2 separate regions of the Zea mays genome follow, and region 1 is linked to region 2. Evidence: chromatin contacts called from public Hi-C data. All regions are on one chromosome and are shown on one strand. Each heading gives the region's core, a stretch centred on a gene start, on an enhancer-like site or on the middle of the called end of the contact. The rest is flanking DNA. Distances are from core to core; before and after follow the strand shown.

Region 1 (5,768 bases), core at 1,949-4,448, 210 kb before region 2:
TACACCTCTGCGCAGAGTTTGAAAACCTATTCGAATAGTCCGTGTCCACAGGAATGGACGAGTCTGGTATGGTATGGCAATTAATGTTTGGTTTTCAAAAAGGGTGCGTTTGAGAAAAGTGGTTTTTAAAAGGTTCGGCGGTTGAGCCGTGAGCTATGGTGGACGAGAAGTCCAGTAACTGTTTTTGAAAAGGAAAACCAGTGGGAAACTGCTGAGATACCTGGATGGTTTAGTCCAGGGGATTTTATTATAATACTGAAAAACTTCCTGCTCCTTTGGGAGAGGATGCGCTTTGCAAAATACAAAATGTTTTACAAAACAACCCTGCATAAAATATTGCTGTTTCTGCAAAATATCTTGAGCTCTACATATTCCATGCATTATATCTGATTTCCCCATTCCGTGGGTGAAGGTGGACTGCTGAGTATGTTTGTACTCACCCTTGCTTATTTTTTCAGAAAAAGGAGATCGGGTAAGAGTTACGACTGTTCCCAACCTTGCCTGTGGCTGTTGGACCGCTGATTTGCTTCGCTGCGTATATCGGGCTGCTTCAGCCCCACTCTGATGATATGTCCCGAGTTGTGGACCAACTCTTAAAGTTGTTCGCCACCTTTATAGGTTTGTTGTTTAAGAAGATCTGTAATCATCTGATGTATAAATGTGTTTACTAGCCTCCTGGGACTAGTAATTGTTTCACATTTGAGTCCCAGAGGATTGGGACGCTTCAAAAGGCCAGGGGTCAGCGTAGCTCGAGGCGATAATAATGGCACCTTGGCCACACGCATCCCACGACATCCACCATAAAGGATACAAGACGACCAAGCAACTAGTCACTCATAGACGAACATGACTTCACCATTGTAAAACACTCGGTTTTACCATTGCCCAATGACTCCTTCTCAAGGAAGTCACTGACGACCAACCCCCTCCTTAGCCTTTAAAAGGAGGAGGTCGGCCGCAGAAGACGAAGGACACATGGACCGACGAGAAGAACGCATCAATGAGGACCAGGAGTGAAGACCCAGAGAGCGGAGCCCCACCGTTGGGCCAAGGCTTAGTTAGGACTCCAGCTTTGTAGCCTTTAGGTCCACCTCCTCCACACAAGAGACTTGGGAGCTTCTCCTCCCTCTCTAGCCCGCTTGTAACCCCTACTATGAGCATTGATTAGCAAAGATGCCAATAGCACGAGCCACTAAAGATTGGATATAGGGACGTTCCGCCTAAACCAGTATAAATCTTGCGCCCATCATGCACACTGTCTGAAGCCTAGAATGCACACACAAATTTACTTGTCGGAGCTAGGTTCGAAACACTGATAGTTAGCCAGGACCCATGCCCTTTAGGGCTAAGGAGCCCCCCGAAGAAGTTGAGGATTTAGAATAGCTAAGTTTGATCTCATCTTGAAAGAAAAAGGATGAGGAAGGCCCATTAGGGTCAGTATGGCCGCAAGACACAAAACCCACATCTAAGGCCCTAGAAAATTATCCCTTAGTGATAGCTTAATGGAAAAGTCTTGGGTATAACATGTTAAATATATTGCGAACAACATTACAAGACTAACTTAGCCTACTAAAATAAGACATGTTGTAGGGTACTTGAGACCACTATGCAGTGTGAGTACCAACCCTACAATTACATGTGTGCACACGTAATGTACCATGAAATGTAATAAAGTAGAATGGACTATACATGTTGCTAATCAGCTTAAGCTAGTTTCCCTAGTCCTCTGTGTTTTCAAACACAGATGCTCCTACCCCTATGGTTAGTATGGTAGTCACCTTAGAAAGGATGGTAATAATCAAACCCTTGTATCACATTAAATGCAATACATGACATTACAAGCATGCCTCTACCCTGACAACACGCTCAAGGGCATACATACCCAACATATCTATGGGAGTGTACTCATGCATGTTATGACCATATCTGGTGAGACGATATTGCCTTCTCTCAATGATGGAAAGGGTCCTATATAGCGATGGCAATGGTACCCAAAACTCGAACACCTGACGAATTTTACCCAATATGAAGGCGGGTACGAGATGATTTCTTTACCCGCAGGCACGTTAATGGACAAGAACCTTTATCCATTGGGTAGATGGGTATGGGTACGAGTTGGTACTACCCATACCCGTGTACCCATGGATAAAATATACCCACACCATACCACTATAACCATCTAGTTAAAAGAAAATCCTTCTCTAGCTATCATTTGTTTAGCTATCAAGTTATGTAATCATATGATTTGTGATATTTTAACTTGAACTTTTTTGTGTGTTTATTTGATATTTTGAGTGACTGGTATATTAGAATTTTAAGACTTCCCTAGCGGGTACATATATGGGTAAGAATCTATACCGTTAGTGTATATGGGTAGCCCGACAGATAGAATTTTTTTGATGGGTACGAGTATGAAATGGTACTACCTGATGTACCCGTTGCCATCCCTAGCCCTATAGCCATGACTTCGTAGTACATGGGTATTATATTGTAACAAATGGTATGAGGAACTGTACCGAGCTTCATTAATATGTTGTTCACACTTTGGGTTAACCCTTGGTTTGTAACCTCACGGGGTATGATTATACTAACACATGCTCCATGATTACAATGACAACATGGTATGGAGACAATTGATCTAATAACAAGTAGAGCCCACAAGAAGCATATACATGTAAGCTTGACACTCCTTTGGACTATAAAATGGGATGGTAGAGCAGTCTTCCAAGATGTGAGATCAATCCATGAGCCACTTATTTTGTCATAAAAATCTATAGTATAAGTACGGTGATATTGGATATCTTGATCTAACCTATGCAATAGAATTCACATTAAAATAAGTTAAATGCACGTGTGGTCCCTAAAATTGAGAATTTTTTAAAATATATTTCTCAATTTAATAACTTGGTGTTCTATAAATTCGTACTACCCTCGTTTCTTAAACCAAACAATATCACCGCATGTAAGTATTGTAGCCATTTGCAATGAATTGGGATTGCAACTTTCTTAACTTCATCTTTATGATCATATTTGCAAAGTTCATTTATTTTTACGTAGAGCTGCGAAGTTTTTTTTTATCTTCATTTCGGGTCGTCTTTAAACATTTGCAAGGCCCACGGACGACGGTCAGCGTGGTCCGAAATCACTTACCGCCTTCTCCGCACTGACTCGAGGTGGAACTGGGCCAGCCAGGGACTCTGGCCCGACCCGAGAACCTCAACCAAAACCTCACCTTGGCACCGCCGCGTCGCTCGGCGCCTCGTCGGGAACTCTCCGCCGCCACCCAGTGACCCGCCGCGCCTTGCAGCGGCGACGGAGGGACCAGCCAGCCAGCCATGACGACCCGCATAGCGCCAGGCGTGGGCGCGAACCTACTCGGGCAGCACTCAGCGGAGCGCAACCAGGACGCCACCACCTACGTCGGCAACCTCGACCCTCAGGTTAGGGTTCCCACATACCCTCGCTATTGCGATTCCTAGGTCCCCGCCGATGATAAAGTTATCCCTAAAGCACATAATTACTTGTGTGAACTGGTGACCCCGGATGAGTAAATAGCTGCTCTTTAATTGAAGGTACAGTGGTGTAACCATATTGAGTGGTGTAACCATATTGCAAGGACACCGTGAGTGACGGCAAACGCTAGATTTTTACAAGTATTGAGACTGCGATTGAACGGTCACTGGAAAAATCGTGCGTGTTTCGCTAAGTGGTAATGTTACAATCGTTGTTGTTTAAGTACATTTGTCAGGTTACAATCTAGACAATATGTAAAGTGTACTGCTTATTTGTCAGGTTGGGATGAAAATTGCTGTTTAGTCTTTCAGATTCATATCAATTTCTCTCTAGGTTCTATACAAATAGAACCATAGTCCAGGAATGAACAATTTAAGGCTGTCTCCAGCAGCTTACCCATCGTATCTTCCATCCTATCTTCTATTTCAAACTTCGCTAACTTCACTATGTGAACAGACGAACAGTGTAGTCTATAATGCAAGTGTTTTGCACAACCATTTGCACGATCTGCTGCGGACAACCTAATTACATTGGCAGTTACTTGGTGGAGCACATCTTTACTCCTCAATCCTCATGTATAGGAAACAATAAACATCCTGTAGTATATGGCTATATATTGTTTCTTCAGTATCTGTAAATCACGAACTGATGCCGATAGTTCTTTGATATATGACAGGTTTCTGAGGAGCTTCTATGGGAATTGTTTGTCCAAGCAGGCCCTGTTGGTAAGTGGATTTTATGTATATATTTTTTCTGTAATGATGAAGGACATGTCTGACGCAGTGGTGAGAAGCATTTCCATTGAGACAAAAGGTCCTGGGTTTGATGCAATCTCTCTGCAAAAGGCAGGAGTAAGGCTTGCCTTGGTTATTTCTTCCCTAGACTCCATTCATGTGGAAGATGCCAGCACTGGGTCTATTTTTTCTGTAGTGAGATGATAGTTTTGTTGTATGCAACACTTTTGTCTTTCCCTATAACAGCATTTTTGTGTTTTGTTCATAATTGTCTTTTAGCATTTTTTATTCTTTGTTTCTTTTGTTTTTTGATGATCTATATTATTATGTAATTGGAATTCTTTATTTTGGTTATCAAATAAATTCATTTCCTTTGTATTAACAGAATTACCATTCTTACATTTGTAGTGAATGTGTATGTCCCAAAAGACAGAGTTACAAACTTACACCAGGGATATGGATTTGTAGAATTCAGGAGCGAGGAAGATGCAGATTATGTAAGTCTATTATTTTGCAAATAGTTTACCCTATTCCCACATTCATATTTAGTTACCCTTTTATCTAAATTGTTTGCTTTCTACAGGCTATTAAGACTTTGAACATGATCAAACTATATGGGAAGCCCATAAGAGTAAACAAGGTATTTTCTCTTCATCTGTAGTATTTTATCATTGTGGCTTTGAAAAATCAAATATCATTTGAACACAACATGATTTTGTTTCTTTTTCCAGGCTTCCCAGGATAAGAAGAGCTTGGACGTTGGAGCAAATCTGTTTATTGGCAATCTTGATCCGGTGAAGGCCTAAATCCTAATTTCTTCATTATATGCTCTTCAATTCATCTGAATACTGAGTATATTTTTATGCTTGCTTTGTTAACAGGATGTTGATGAGAAGCTCCTCTATGATACCTTCAGTGCATTTGGAGTGATTGTAACTAATCCTAAGGTGACAGTTGACACACAGCAACTTTTATCTTCATGAATCTTGCAAAGTTATATTGGTTTGCTGTTTTCTGCTGATTATATAGCAGCCAAACTGGCGAACATAATATCTGATTTACGAGTAGCAGTATTATATAAATGCCTGAAGCTAATCCAAGTGATAGTTTACAGTTTTTTTTCTTCTCGAAAGCGCAGGAGAACTGCACATCATTACATTAAGAAGGAAAAAAAAGGAAGGCCTTAGAAGGCCACATAAAATAATCTGAATTCACTATACTTGAATTTCATAATCCAATTACTTTGCGAAAGGGCCTCTAGCGTAATTGTTAAGGCTTCCGAGTAGCACCTTTAGGTCCCGGGTTTGATCCCCCTTGGGGTCGAATTTCTGGCTTGGTAAAAAATCTCCTCGTTGTTCCCTGCCCGCTCTCGGGTTAAGTCATGCGCGCCACCCTCTGGCTAGGTTGTTGCAGAGTGGGTGGTGACGGCCCACTAGTGATGGGGTAGTGTTCGGAGATTTTCTCAGCCGGGACCATGTTTCGGTCTCTTTTTAATATAATACCGGGAGGGCGGTCTTTCCC
Region 2 (6,409 bases), core at 1,336-3,835:
GTTGCCTGAAGGTTCCAAAGCTTCCAATTGAATAAATAATTTGAATACTAGTGAGCATTGTATAGATAATCCTCAAATTAATGAGGTAGATCTCCTAGTAGTGGGCAAGAAACTTGCTGCCTAAAAGCACGGTCTCTGGGCTGATAAGTTCATGGATGAACAAACCGCAGCCAATGCTTAGGTCTCCACTACCCATGCTCAACTAATTATCAAAGTAAAATTCAATAACTCTTACATGTGATATGAGTTGCCTGAAGGTTCCAAAACTTCCAATTGAATAAATACTTTGAATACTAGTGAGCATTGTATAGATAATCCTCAAATTAATGAGGTAGATCTCCTAGTAGTGGGCAAGAAACTTGCTGCCTAAAAGCACGGTCTCTGGGCTGATAAGTTCATGGATGAACAAACCGCAGCCAATGCTTAGGTCTCCACTACCCATGCTCAACTAATTATCAAAGTAAAATTCAAGAACTCCATATCCTGCTATTTTGGATAGCACGTATAGGTAATCATCTCGAGAGATGTAGACCTCATAGAGATAGGCATTCCAAATGCTGCATCAAGCACGGTCTCTGGGCTACTAAATTCTATAAAAGAATTTAGTGCAGCCAATGCTTAGGACTCTATCTCTCTATGCTCTTAATCCAAAATAATGTAATTTTATTTTTTGCATGAGGTTTTATTAAGTATGAACTTAATAAATGCTATATTTATATGCAAATATAAATGAATACAAAAATAATAGCAAGTAGAGATATGTGAACTATTAATGTAAAAACAAATAATAATTCACGAACTAAAATCTGCTATATTCACAATAAAACAGATATGTCTTTACAATATTTGCAGTCTAAATAGCGAATTTAGACGCCTAAGATAACTTTGAACTGAAATTACATATAAAACAGAGTCTTATACTGAAATTTAGAATTAAAAATGATAAAATAGACCATTCTGGGTCCTGGAAAACAGCCCAGGCGGCCTGCCAGGCGGACCAGGCAGCGGCCTAGCGGCCTGCACACCGGCCCAGCTAGCCTGGCCTGCCCAGACGGCCCACCAGGGGCCCAAAATGCCTATATCAGTTGGGGGCGGCTAGGGTTTCCAACCCTAACCGCCCCTGTAGCCGCCGCCGTGTGCACCAGGTGGTATTGGCCACCGCCAGGAGAAACCGGACATGCTCCTGGCCGCGCCACCCAGGGAGCCGCACCTACGCGCCCACCAGGAAGCCGGACCGCCAGGATCCTCCGAGGAGCGCGTCAGGATCCGCCGCGAGCAAGCCACTGCGGCCGCGGCCCACCGCGTCCTTGCGCCCGCGCGCCTGGCTTGAGGCCGTCGGGCCGCTATGCCGCTCCGAGCAGCGGCCGTGGCCGAGCATCCGCACCGAGCGCGTGACCCGAACTAGGAGCCGGGCTCGCGACCGTGCAGGGGAGCCATGCCTGCCTTCTCTGGGAAGAGCCGCCGGGCTGCGCCAAGCGCTGCTGAGGAGGCCGCGCCGAGCGCCTCGTAGGGCTATGCCCAGCCCCCAGCCGCCTGTCTAGCGCGGGGCCGCGTCCTGGCCAGGACCGCGCTGGGGCGTGCCGCGCAGAGCCAGATCCGACCACGCCGGTCCGCGCCGCCAAGCGCAAGATCCGCCAGGCGGCCACCGCGGTCCGTGCCCAAGCCGCTCCCCCACCCCACCGGCTGTCGTGGCGGCAACCGCCACCGGCCGGACAGAGGCCCATTAGGCCCTCCCATTAGAGGAGGAAGATGGGGCCACCCCATTTGGGCGGTGGCCAGTGAGGATGACGCGTCCGCGTGGAGCATCGACGACGCGAGGGGGCTGCCCACGACGGGCAGCGATGGTTCCGACGACCACGGGCGCTGACGGAGATGGTGAACGACGAGTAACTGCCTCTGCAGTGGGCGGAGGCGACGGTGGTGCCGCCAAATCGACGTCCATGGGAGCGGATGTAGACGACCCCGCGTCAACCACCGGCACCGGTGGTGACGGGGATGCAGTGGGGAGTCCGCACTCCACCACCGGCAGCGGAACCACCGCTGTCCATCCATGGAGAACGCAGAAGTGCATGTTTTGCACTTGCACACGGCGTTCAGGGATGACGTGCACTGGTGGAAGTGCAGCGTCTAGCCCCACAGCAAACGCCTCCAACATGGCATCATCAACAATGTGCAGAACTTCGCGCATATGGCGTATGCGCATGGAAACGGTATGCTCCATACCTTGCAATTGATTTGCAGATCGAAGTTGATGTTCTTTGCAAGAACATCAAGAGTTCTTCCCTCCTTTTTTCTGATTTCTCCCTTGAGACAGTGATGATAACGTGTTGAACTCTATTGCAGTGCTCAGTGGCAAATGGAGAAAGACAAAAGAGAGAGACAAATGATAGGGATAGTTATTTATTGCAGTATACTGTAGTATTTATACAAAAGTTCCCAAGGAATATGTCCTTTGGGAAATAACTGTCATCATGACAGATGGATGGATTAGATCACATTTACAAAATGTTTTGTAACAAGAACCAGCTTTACTTACATGAGCCCATCCGACGTGGCAGGGAACCACCACGATCCGAGACGAAGACGATGCCTCCCAGTCCAAGAAAGAACGGAGCAGGCCGCAGGCGATACATACGACGCGATGACGGCACGGTCCCACCAGGCTGATCCCTCACGGTTCTTTCCTATTCCTATTCCGCTGTACCCCAGTCCCCACACACAAAGCACCGACTCACTCGGAGTCGGCCACTCTCACCGGCCGCGGCGCCCGCAACCGACCTCCCCTCCAGGCGACCGCATGGCGGAGCGGGAGCGGAAGCGGAAGCGAGCGGCGGAGGAGTGGGAGAGGCGGAAGAGGGGCAGGAAGAGGGAGAAGGAGAGGCAGGTGGGGTGGACGAGCGACCCCGTTGAGGCGCTTGGGGAAGATGTGATGGGGCGGGTGATGGAGTTCCTGGACGCGCGCAGCGTGGCACGATGCACCGCAGTCTCCTGCGCTTGGCGCGGGGTAGCGGCAGACAACCGCCTCTGGGCACCTATGGTTCGGGCCTTCTTCCACTGTCCTCTCGCACTCCTTTATATTTCGCGTTCGTTGGCCTGCGTGCGTAGGTTGTGCTCCTGCTCCAGTTCGACGATTTGCTCTGCGGTGACGAGAATAGGAAGCCTTACAATTCCCTCGAGCAATCGATCGAGCACCTTGGTGCTCAAGTTTGCTGGGATAGGAATGAGACTGACGGCACTGCTGGACTGGGGTGAAAATCCCTAAATTTCGTAGCTAGGAGCGCAGAGGCAGAGGACATGCATTATTAACTGATCTGCGCAGCTGCTTGCTGACATGGCCAAAGGCGTTATTTTTGGCCTTGCAGTTTTTGTGTAGGCCCCCCCTCCTTTCCGGGGATCTACTTTCCATGACAATATCATTATATGGTTTCCAAAAACGTTGATGCTGATTCAGTCCCCAGTGGTACTAATAACGTGACAAATCAAGCAAGCTATGTATGTTTCGTTAATGTATCCAAAGAAAGAAGCTTTTAGTGGCACTGACATGCTGCAGAAACAATTGTTTGTTTCATGGACCATAGCTGTTCGGCTCTTATAAAGTGACGGCTGCAGCAGCCACCCACAGCTGCTAGCACAGTGTTTTGTGAGCGAGCTCATAGCCACAGCCACAGCTTCAAAGTTTAGCTGAAACGAATATAGACATAAGAAATGGTACAAAAAAGAAATATATCCATTGATTCTATCTTTACGGTTTTTTTTTGTTTCATGTGTAAATTTCTGTTTTTGGCCTCATTGTAATATTTTCTGAATCATATGGGTTTTCAGCAAAATGTGTGTTGTCCAAGACATTAATCACGTTTATACCACTGGCAGTTAAAATTGATGCTATGAATGGACCCGTATCCACAGCTTTGTTAAACTGTTCATGGGATGTATTTAAATGACTAATACACCAATGAGGCCATTAATAGTATTTAAATGACTACTTTCATTTGACCATCCCAAATAATTTGTATTTCTTGGTTAGCTTGGTGATTATGAAATTTTGGCATATTAAAATTTTAAAATCTCTGCTTCCCTAAAAAAGACTGGAAATCATATAAAAAATGGAATATGTTTTTCAGTGTCTTGAATTTTCACTCTCACGAATGGGAAAACAGTCACTGATGTTAACAGAAGTCGAATATCCAATATAACATACTAGGGTTGAAAAATATAGTATTTGATTGCATCTCCTTCTAGATCAAGGAAACAAAAATGGTAAATACCAAAACTGAGACTAGGCAGACCATATTGGAGGAAAAGGAGGGGGCAGAAGAAAACTGTGGCAATATGTATATAGCTGTATTTTTCGTTCATGATACACAGCAGGTCCTAATCATTTTGCTTGTAGTGTACTGAATTGATGGCGGGAAAGGCTCATATCCCACGTTTAACATCGATCCGCACTGGATCCAAGTTGTCTACATATTCAATGGTCATTATGGATGGGAAACGGGTGAGTACAAGCATTTTTTTCATCTATGGGATCAACAGTGCAGTGGATGAACATCAATAGAATGCATAATGTATTGTGCTGATGTACTCTTGTAGATCATTTATATTGCAGATTCTGGGAATAATGTTAGTTATATTGTTTAGGCATCTATTTTATTTTGTGCCATTCATATATACAGTGGTAATATTGGGGAAGTTCTCTTTGGTTATCTATTTGATTTATCCTGAAGCTGAAAGTAAACTCTTAAGTACATACATTTCACTCCTCCATCACTCTCAGCATAAAGTACATCATTCTTTTGTTCAGAGTCGGATCACAAAAGAGGATCTCTGCGATCATGCGTGGGAATATCGTTTCACCATAGTAAGTTTTATTTTGGTTAAATTGCCTCCCTTTTTCTTTTCTTTTTACGGGCTTATATGGCATTGCATATTTAAATTCTTTTTGTGGTTGCTACTGTACAGCTGACTCTGCTAGTTTTGAGTTCAACTTGTTTTAGTCGGTAACAATCTGATGGATGCATGGGATCATGACAACTGTCAGCATCTCTCTAGCTTCTTCAGAGGTTGTAGCTTCTGAGCGCACTGAGGTAGAGTCGATGCATATATCTTAATGGTGGCAATTAAAGGCTATAACTTTGATATACTGATTTGGTCATAGTCTCAATGATAAGTTTTGATTAACACATCTTGTTGAGATCCATACAACAAACATATGTATCTTATGAACACAGATTTGTTTTTTGGTCTGTCACTTTGAGAATATGTGTGCACATTTGTCAAGTATGTAATCTGGTTAAATTGTTGATGTTTTCATTTGAATTACAGCTTTCTTTTTGTCCAAAATAAATCACGATTTTTTCTGAAAAAAATGCTTTAAAAACATAGGAATTCCATGCTACAGTTTTAGTAGCATTTCAATATGTTTTAGAGAGAGAATCATAAGCTTATGACAAGGTGCATAGATGAGGAACATCTCAACCGGCTGCATTCCTTCAGCGCTTACTCTTTTCTGCTCCTGCAGGCAGCACCTGATTACTGGAGGAACCTTGATCCATCATGGAAGCACACTGGTCCACCTATGCGACGCTACTTCCACCCCGATGGCTACCACAGTGCAGACCCTCATGACGCCGTGTGGGGTGGCCATGAGTGCACCTACACGGTCATAACGAGCTTTGTCGACGATGGCCAGATCAGGGAGCACTACGTGAGGATCAACCGGTGGCCGCCAATGAAGGTGTCAAGGAAGGACGACTGGAGCTGGGAGCTATCGAACCACATGTACCGCTATAACAGCATACCTGATTCCCACAGGAAAGGATGCACTGGTCCTCTGTTCCCAGTTTGGTGAATGCAAGTCTACGGTAGTAATCAGCGGCTACGGTTCATGCTGCCGCAGTCTTATCTGCTAGTAGAAATCAAGCTTGCCATACGTTCGTAACTGAGGACAACTGAAAAATGGAATGTGGCATCAGGAGGTTGTATTTGGTACGGCTGCCGAGGGTCAAGGCTAGGTGTGTATGCAATATACATAAACAAGGTATATATATGTATTATATGTTTTGTACTTTTGTGGCATTGTGATGATGATGATACCCTTCGTGATGGTTTGGTAGTAGACTTGTGCCGTCGCCTGAACACTTACATGCCTGTGGAGCGTGTTGTAAAAATAATGTAAGTATGCAGCAAATGCGGTATGTTTTGGTGTTTGTGGTGTTTATGTATATGGTTACGGAGAAGGTTTTTGGTCGAAGGGCCTAAGATGTTTTCTAGTTCTTGTGCTAGGATAAGGAGATCAAAGGGGTGTTTGATTTCTAGAGACTAATTTTTAGTCTCTCTATTTTATTTTATTTTAGTCTCTAAATTGTCAAATATAGAAACTAAAATAGAGTTTTAGTTTTCGTATTTAGCA

What was found. A called contact is a pair of places that touch in the nucleus more often than the background predicts.
Region 1: a contact with region 2 is called in a Hi-C map of endosperm, with 2.7 times the contacts expected there. The contact joins the promoter of LOC100192006 here to the promoter of LOC100284935 in region 2. A contact is called at or near these places in 2 of 25 Hi-C or Micro-C datasets (ear and endosperm).

The regions. Positions count from the first base shown.
Region 1 is chr5:32,558,337-32,564,104 of Zm-B73-REFERENCE-NAM-5.0, reverse strand. It overlaps LOC100192006, which reads left to right and starts at 3,198. Exons shown (of 9, transcript NM_001137430.1): 1 at 3,198-3,440; 2 at 4,190-4,238; 3 at 4,656-4,744; 4 at 4,831-4,887; 5 at 4,979-5,041; 6 at 5,129-5,194. The coding sequence starts at 3,336.
Region 2 is chr5:32,349,234-32,355,642 of Zm-B73-REFERENCE-NAM-5.0, reverse strand. It overlaps LOC100284935, which reads left to right and starts at 2,585. Exons shown (of 4, transcript NM_001400625.1): 1 at 2,585-3,037; 2 at 4,391-4,495; 3 at 4,802-4,858; 4 at 5,519-6,215. The coding sequence starts at 2,798. The coding sequence ends at 5,848.